Linked DNA regions of Mus musculus: region 1 is linked to region 2. A link is a contact called in public HiChIP or PLAC-seq data. All regions are on one chromosome and are shown on one strand. The core of a region is the stretch at or near the end of the contact, and the rest is flanking DNA. Distances in the headings are between cores, read along the strand shown. Region 1 overlaps Ube2cbp (ubiquitin-conjugating enzyme E2C binding protein). Region 2 has its middle 33 kb from the start of Tpbg.

Region 1 (4,265 bases), core at 1,519-4,018, 640 kb after region 2:
AGGACACACACTCCACATTACCAGACAGCTATGTGGCTTGTGGGCATCTGTGTTTCCAGCACCCATATCAAACGGCTCACACACACCTCGTAGAAGCTAACCTGTCTGCTGAATGAAAACATATCTATGCAGTGTTTTAAAACCAACCAGGTTTCATACAACAGCTTTATAATTTTATCCTCATATCCGTGAGCCGGACATTTATGGTTAAAGAAACGAACTGGGCAGTTTGGGGGAAATCTCTGCACCTTCTGCTCAAATTTGCGACAAGGCTAAACATCCCCTAAAAATTAAAGCGCATTTTTAAACATACTGTTAAAAGAAAGACATGAAGGTTTGAGAAAGGAGAGTGATACAGCACACAGCACACAGCTGCTAACTGGCAGAACTGTTCCAGACCCTGGAATCTCTCGACCCCTCCAGGTCATTGATTGCCTAACTTTTCACCTGGGAAAAGTTCAACTAAAAAAACGTCAAAGCCCTCCAGGAGTGCCGCTCCTACTCACGTGGGCTGGATTCAGCCTGGACCCGCAAGCGCAGATGTAAACCATCGCCACTGATATACTGCAGCCCGCCACACGAGGAAGGTACAAGTCTGACCCCTGCTGGAAGTCGGATCTCGGTGCAGCCGTCAGGGGTTCTCACCAAAAGAGAGGTGGGCGTTATGGAAATGTCCAGGTGCATCCCTCCTTCATCTGGCCCACTGATGACACAAAATAAAAGCCAAGTGACGACTTCTCTCTGATGAAAGGCAAAGCTTACAAAATCCAAACCTTAACCCAGCATAGAGACCCTAAAATCCTTGTCCCAGGAAAACAGAAACAGACCCTGGGAGACAAGCTGGACTAGGTTAGATCAGGCAGGGCTTGCAGCCATCACCACGTGAGATTCCCAGGTCATGTTTTTAACTCTTGCTTCTGAGAACAGCATTAAAGTCAGAAAATCAAAGTACTGCTTAGCCGGTAATCAAGATTGTCATAAAAAGTCACAGATGTCAGCAAGGTTTCTGTAAAAAGTCAGAGAGTAAATATTTCCTGAGTTCTCCACCAGCCTAGGACCCACAGTGAGAACTTATCTCAAACAACAACAAACGCCCCAAACAACAGAAAAAAAAAAAAAGCCAGTTCTTAGTTCACAGGCTGTGCCAAAAGAAGCCATGAGATAGCTTGGTGTCCACCTTGCTACTGCAGTATTTTTGAAGCACAGTTGGCACCTAGAAATGTCCCCCCAAAACACCACTGGTAACCTGAGCCCCCACTGCCCCTGCTTCTGCCCCTGCTTCGGATGGCTAATCTTCTCAGTTGTGAAAAATTCAACCACTTACACAGAGCTGACTAAAGTGCACACACACTGTCAGCATTGCACATAACACCCAAAACATCGGGTTGTGTGTCTACAGTCCTCAACTGTACTGCTTAGGAGATCTCAGCGCGGGAGGAAAGTTTACACACACATTCAACACAGATGTAAGTTTTCTTGTGTTGATTTTTCAGCTGAACTTGTAAATCTGACTGGCTGTTCCATGAACCACACGGTCTCCATAAGATGATGTGTAGGAAGGCAGCTGGGGGGGGGGGTCTCCTTCTGCTTGCATCTCACTCATCTTAGTGGTTCCATCCTCAAGATCTCTTAGAGGCCCTGCCTCCGAACAACACCTCTGTGGGGAGTTAGAACTTATACCCATAGATTCCAAGAAGACTCTTGGTCTATAAGAAGGTTGCAGCATGTAGAGGGGAGAAGAGGGAACAGGAAAGAGCCAGCGGAAGCCTGGTTGCATAGAAGACTGACCAGGGAGATAAACATCAGGAGGCTAATGGGAGACGGGATTTATACTGTGCAAGAATACAGTTACATGGAAACAAAGGGAGGATGCTAGAATGGACCTGTGGCAGTGGGCTAGAATTAGGGATACCTCTATGAGATCATGGTTTAGGATGTGCATAGCTACAGAGATATAAATAGGTGGGAATGAATGTTTGTGTGTTAGTCAACAGTGTCATCTATGTGCCAGAAGTCTAAAAGAAATGACATTCCAATAGTAATGAGCACCAAATCTTAGTCTAGAAGGACAATTTTCTATTTAAAAAGAAGTCCTGGGGATTTAATTTGGTGGCATATGCAAGGCCCTAGGCTAGATTCCCAGTGTGTAGTTGTGCACACACACACACTATACATGCATACATGCACGCTTTTTGAGACAAGGTCTCAAGTGTCCCGGTCCAGACTCACACTCAGCTATGTAATGGAGGATGACCGGGAACTCCTGGTGCTCTTGCTTCTAAATCCCAAGTGTTAGGATTACAGGCATGCCCTGCCCCACGTAACCAGTACACACTCCTTGGAATGTTTTTAAAAGGCAAAACAATAAGGTTGCTTGAGAGAAAACTACATCAGGACTAGAGTAGAAAGAAAGAAAATCAAACTAGATAAGCCTATACCATACTACTGAGCACCAAAGTAAAGAGGCAGACAAAGGAAGTGAGAATGTCCTGTGTAGAGACTCCACTTTCAGTGTCTTGGGGCATTCTTACTATTATTATTCAGGGGCCACACCCTCCTTAAAGCTACCCAGGACAGCACATCTCCCTGAAAAGCAGCTATCGTCCTTAAATGCCCCATAAGACTTAGTGCTATACTTCTAGATTCAGCTTCAGCAAGTTCTTAGACACTGGATACTAACGAAACAGGACATCTGCAACTCTTACAGGCTAAATGTCATGGTGAAAATATTTATCCAATGCTGCAAACCAAGACCTTTTGTTTATTTTGTTACTAGAAATAGGGTTAATAAACACTTAGACATGAGGTAATCAGTGTGTTAGTCACCTTACTGTCACTGTGACAAAGCGTCTGAGAAATGCAACTTAAGAAGAAACTTGCATGGTATCTCCAGCTTCAGTCATTCTGGACCACAGCCTCTAAGGCCTGTTGCCTTGGGTCCGAGGAAAAGCTGAATATTACGGTGAGGAGCATAAGGCACAGCTGTTTGCCTCGTGGCAGTCAGGAAGCAATGAGAGCTGAAGAGCATGGGCTGCTTTTAACCATGATCCGCCCCTCACCGTTTCCATTTCTCCCAATAATCCACTTAGCTATGAGTCTATCAATGGGCTACTCCGCTGATGAACTTAGGACCATCAAAATCATGTCACCTCTGAACACTGATACTCTGGGAGGTCAGACTTTCAACACATGAGCCTTCTGCACACTTCAGATCTAAACCCTATCAGCCCCACTCCTTCAAGCTTTCTTCTGCTTAGCATCTCACAGTGCATACCTCATTCCACTCAGTGTGTTAGGCAAATGTTACCTCTCATTTAAATAAAAGACTTATTCTCTACCCCTCACTTCATTGTGGTTTTCCAGGTATTTCTCTCTATTTAGTATACTACTTTATGGTTCTTATTTTACCCTTTGTTTTTGTATTTTTCTCTGGCCATTATTCATTCATCCACTGCTATTATGAGCAAGAATGTAAAGTGGTGTAGAGACTATAGAAATTAGTATGAAATTTTTTCAAAAACTAAAATTAAAGCTATGACATGACTAGGCTATATTATTCCTCTGTGTCTGTAGTTTGTGTATGTTTGTGTATGTGTGTATGAGTGTGGGTGTGTATGTAGGTGTGAATATGTATGTATGTGTGTGTGTAAGTGTGTGTGTGAATGTTTGTGTATGTGTGTATAAGTGTGAGTGTGTATGTGGGTGTGAATGTGTATGTGTGTATGTGTGTGTTTATCTGTGTATATGTGTATGAGTGTGGGTGGGCATGTGGGTGTGAATGTGTGTATGTATCTGTGTGTGTATGTGTGTGTGTTTGTGTATGTGTGTATGTATAGCTGAAAGACTCTTGGGTCCTATCACAGAGATTTTTTCACATCTATGTTTATTACTGCACTACTCACAATGGTGAGGAAATGAATCCAGATGAATGAAAAAATAAAGTTGGTCCATATACACAATGGAATTTTATTCTGTCATGAAGAAAAATGCAATCATGGCTCTCTCACGAAACTGGATGGACCTGGATCCAGCTCATTACATTATATCAAACTCAGTCAGATGACATGTTTTCTCGGATGGCATGGATACTAGATTTTAATTTTTATATATGTGGGTGAAGGTGGGTTTAGGTCATATAATAAGAACAGAGACAGTGAGAATGAGAAATGAGGTCCTAAGGAAGCAGGGAGATGAGAAAGAAAAATAAGATAGCAGAATGCATTTGCCATGACGCAGAAGAGAGCAAATGGGGAATGGAAGGGGGC
Region 2 (4,656 bases), core at 748-3,247:
ATTCCAAGGTACTTAAAATTCTTCGTTTCAGAGTCCACGATTTAGTGAATTCTCTGCTTCAAATGTAAGTAGCCCGAAGGGATGTCACAAGAACCCGTTACCAGTCATCAAACAGTGGAAATTGACCTATAGGATTCTTTCCTGGTGACAGTAGTGGACCAAGAAGAAAGTGAGAATTCAACAGAGAAGTTTTCCCTGAGGTAAAATTGCTCTCCGCCTCTGCACTGGCCACATTTCCCTCAGCTGCTTCTTCCTTTCCAAAACCTGAGGTCCAGAGTTCCTCCGAGAAAGCAAGCTGTAGCATGAACACCAGAGAAGCAGCTAAACAGAGACCTTCACCTGCCTGCAGAGTGAGCTGTGGTCAAAATCACAAGAAGGTAGCTTTACATTTTTCTTCTCCAGCTTAGAAGTCAAAGAAGGACTGGCCAAGCTCATATCTGACATCAGAAGCTCCTAACTACCCCTTTAAGTCACTGTCAGGACTAGGAGTGTCTGTGCTCTGAGTGAAGCATGATGAAGAAGACATCGTCTACTTCTGGGCTTCTTTGACTCCTGGATGGCCACTTAGCTCCACCCATTTTAGAAGAGGCTTTTTTAAATGTTATACTCACAGCTAACCTGGCTTTTCCACCGTACTGCACTGTTGCCTGAGAACAGCTAGAGACTGAACTATCTGACTTGTAGTCTCTTCCTGGGTTTCTCTCTGTCTCTTGATCTGTCTGTCTCTCAATAACCAGCCTAGGCTCCTGCTCGTGTCTTTCAAGAATTCTCATTCATTTTAGAAAGGGGAAAGAACTGTGAATTGAAAGTACCCCATGGAGGAAACACTCACTTTCCAACAAATTGTAGGTGGTTTTGTAAATTAGATTCACCTCGAGATGTTTCAATCCACATATTACTTTCTGTTATTGATTTATTGAACTTGTCATATTATCTCTCTGTGAAATTTATCCTTTATGAGAAAATCTTCTCTAAATAAAGAAGTTTCCACTTCATATAATAGTATTATTTTTATTCAATTACTGGGTCCTTTGCTTCTGCCTAAAAACATATGGAAGGCTTTCTCTGTTCTGTGGGGTGGGGGTGGGGTGGGAAAGAAGAAAGAAATTCTTTTATGGATGCTGTGTTCTACGAAACAAATGGTTTATGTCTTTCCTTCCATTCCTTAAAGATGTGTGTGTGTGTGTGTGTGTGTGTGTGTGTGTGTGTGTGTTTGTAAGTAAGTCAGAGATCAACCTCAGGTATCCTCTGCATCCTCAGGAGCCATCTGCCTGGGGTCTTGTGTGTGTGTGTTGCTTTCTTTGTTTGCTGTTTTCCTTTTAGACAGGATATCACTATGTAGCCTTGTCTGGCTTGGAACTTGAATGTAGACCAGGCTGGCCTCAACCTCACAGAGATTTATCTGCCTCTGCCTTACATACTGTCTTAGTCGAGGTTTCTATTCATGTACAAACGTCATGACCAAGAAGCAAGTTGGGGACGAAAGGGTTTTTTCAGCTTACACTTACACATTGCTGTTCATCACCAAAGGTAGTCAGGATTGGAACTCAAGTAGGTCAGAAAGCTAATGCAGGGGCCATGGAGGCATGTTACATACTGGCTTGCTCAGCTTCTTCTTTTATAGAACTATAGACTAGCAGCCCAGCAATGACACCACCCACAATGGGCCCTTCCCCCTTGATCACTAATTGAGAAAATGCTTTACAGCTGGATCTCATGGAGGCATTTCCTCTGGGGGAGGCTCCTTTATCTGTGATAACTCCAGCTTGTGGCAAGTTGACACACAGAACCAGCCAGTGCATATGTGCTGAGATTAAAGGCATGTGCCACCACACTGGGCACATTCCCAGTTTTTTGGTACATAGTCTTTCACTGGGACATGGGGCTTGTGGAGTAGGATCGAATAAGCTTAACAGATCATCCCAACTTAAGAGATGCCTTCAGATTGTAGGCATATCCTACCACACCCGGCTTTTACATACAGGCAGTGGATTGAGCTCAGATTCTCATATTTTACTGACTGAGTCATCTTCCCAAGAGATGTTTATCTCTCCCAACCTACCATTTTATCCTCAATTTCCTGTAACAATTTTCTTTCTCATGCCAACATATTTGTTGAGTGAATAATTTGTTCAGGGTACCGTGAATCTTCCATGTATTACTTCTTTATTTATTGGAAGAAGAGTCTTCTCTCATATAATACATTTCTCCTCCCTCCTCTCCTCCCAGTTTCCCCCACCCTCTCTCTCCCAGACCCACTCCCCCTCCATTTTCCTTCAGAAGGTAGGCAACCAAGAGACAACAACCAAACATGTCATAACAGGATACACCAAGACAAGGCAAAAGCCATCATTTTGAGGCTGGACAAGGCAACCTAGTAGGAGGAAAAGTCTCCCAAGAACAGATAAGAGTCCAAGTGCTAGGAGTCCCACAGAAATGCCAAGATAACAGCCATAACATACTCAGAGAACTTGGCAGAGATCCTTGCAGGCCCCATGCTTGCCACTTCGGTATCTGCAAGCCCATATGAACCCTGCCTAGTTGATTTAGTGGACCATATTCTCCTCTTGTCTTCCATCCCCTCTGATTCCTGTTTTCTTTTTTCCTCCTTTTCTGATCTCCAAGGGGAGGGATCTGATAGAGACCTCCAACTTAAGACTCTCTGCATAATGTTTGGCTACGAGTTCCTCAGCATCTGCTCCCATCCACCACCAGAGGAAGCCTCTCTGATGATAACTGAACAAGGCACCAATCTATGAGTATAGCAAAATATCATCAGAAATCATTTCATTGGCCCTGGGGTGGGGGTCAGTCCTGTTTGGTTCTACCCTAGGTGTCTAGGCTATCCAGTGACTGACTATCCACTCAGTGCAGGGCATGGGCTCCTTTTTAAGTCATGGCCTCAAGTTAAACCAGACATTGGTTGGCCACTCTTATAAGTTCTATACCATCACTGACCCAGCATATCTTGCAGGCAGAAGAGACTGTAGGTCAAGGGATTTGTGGTCGGATTGGTGTCCTGGTTTCTCTTTCTGTAGCCTGCAGAGTACCTTCTTGAACCAAAGGGTCTAGAATGTAGATTCCATGCAGGTATTGGCTCTACCTCTTTCCATTCAACAAGCTGTGTGGATGTTGTCCTTGACAATGGGGCCCCACTGGCAATATTCAGAGAGTGACCCTTTCTGTCTTAGCATCAGCCTGGGTTGTTTAAGGATCTCCATGGGATCTCCTAAGCCAACAATTTGACCAAATGCAACCCAGTCCCACCACTGGAAGCCTTGCTTGGCTACAAAAGTTGGTCAGTTCCGTGCTACTTACTAAAGATCTACGTCATCTAATGAGGCAGGTTGAATTAGGAGCCCTATGTAGAAAGATTGCACTAAACCCTGAGGTGTAGAGTATCAGTATGTTGCTCAGGAGTTAGATAGAGTATATGGCTAGTCAGGCAAGGTTTCGTTTTTACCCTATAGGGGCTATCTAAGTTGTTCCTATCACCCATACGCACACTCTCTCTGCCAACCCTCCCCCCCCAACCAATTGTTACATTACTGTACTATACGAGATTTGTTTGTCTTTATTTTATTTAACCTGCCAACAACAGCTGCCACTGTGAAGCGTGTGGTGCTTTCTCCAGCCTTCATTTCCATGGCAATACTCTACTGCTTTCGAACTGTAAATATTCTCTCTGGCCTTACTGATTTATCTTTTTAAATCCTGTCAAAAGTCATGATGTGACTTGGGATTTTTTTTTCTTCTGAATGCTTTCTCTGTGTGACTTCAGTGACTCACATGTCCCTTATGGTCAAGTCCTGTAAGCACAGCATCCCTTTGTCTTGAGCCCTAGGTTCTTGTCCACATGCAGATACCACAAACTAGACATTTCCAAATCTGCACGGTGTTCTTTCATTCAAAGGCTTTTTTTCTACCTGTGTTTCCTTATTCATCAAAGAACCCATTTCCTATAAACAAAAAGGATCAAAGATGATAGCTATTTTTCTTTTGCCTTTTCTCTCATTTCTTTTTTCTTTTCTTTTCTTTTTCTTTTTCTTTTTCTTTTTCTTTTTTTTGGTTTTTTGAGACAGGGTTTCTCTGTGTAGCTCTGGCTGTCCTGGAACTCACTCTGTAGACCAGGCTGGCCTCGAAGTCAGAAATCCGCCTGCCTCTGCCTCCCAAGTGCTGGGATTAAAGGCGTGCGCCACCACCACCCGGCCTTTTTTCTCATTTCTATATGAATGTAGAAATTTACTTTGTACTGTGTATTCTAGTTTCTGAGTTTGTAGATGTATTCGGTTCGCTTCTAATATTTTTTGCATTGCTTTATCCTAGTTCTGAGTCCCATTTCTTCCTTTTGAGATCTGATATATATTGTGCTTTATGGTAATCTCTATGACATCTGGGCCAAATCATGTATGCAAAAATGGACCAGCAGAGAAAGAATAAGGAAAATGTGGTGACATACACAACCACCATGATTTATCCATAAAAAGAATAAAATCTTGTTTTTTTGGTTTTTTTTTTTTTTTTTTTTTTGCAGTACAATGGTTTGAACTGGAGGATCTTGTGTTAAGTGAAATAAGTCCAGCACACAGAGTGGTAACATGTCCTTTTTTTTTTTTTTTTTCTTCTTAGTTGGAAACTAGAAACGGTTGACTTGAG

Evidence for each region. HiChIP or PLAC-seq counts read pairs in DNA pulled down with a chosen protein or histone mark.
Region 1: a CTCF HiChIP or PLAC-seq map of the NIH/3T3 cell line shows a contact between it and region 2, with 5 read pairs. The contact joins two enhancer-like sites. A contact is called at or near these places in 6 of 39 promoter capture datasets (the HPC-7 cell line, cranial neural crest, hematopoietic stem and progenitor cells and 3 more), 1 of 15 datasets of contacts at CTCF or cohesin (the NIH/3T3 cell line), 11 of 115 datasets of contacts at active chromatin or transcription factors (the 230-238 cell line, SST interneurons, bone marrow-derived macrophages and 8 more) and 2 of 9 other capture datasets (embryonic stem cells and pancreatic islet).

Annotation. Positions count from the first base shown.
Region 1 is chr9:86,451,308-86,455,572 of GRCm38.p6, forward strand. Ube2cbp (ubiquitin-conjugating enzyme E2C binding protein) reads right to left here. Exons shown (of 10, transcript NM_027394.2): 2 at 507-703. Among named protein-coding and RNA genes, the nearest start is that of Ube2cbp, 11 kb to the right of the region's middle. Within about 2 kb of position 2,769, at least 21 of the 459 cell types and tissues checked have an H3K27ac peak or open chromatin away from gene starts, as enhancers often do. A contact at or near this core is called in the NIH/3T3 cell line, where this site is marked.
Region 2 is chr9:85,807,449-85,812,104 of GRCm38.p6, forward strand. No RefSeq gene overlaps it. Among named protein-coding and RNA genes, the nearest start is that of Tpbg, 33 kb to the right of the region's middle. Within about 2 kb of position 1,998, at least 28 of the 459 cell types and tissues checked have an H3K27ac peak or open chromatin away from gene starts, as enhancers often do. A contact at or near this core is called in the NIH/3T3 cell line, where this site is marked.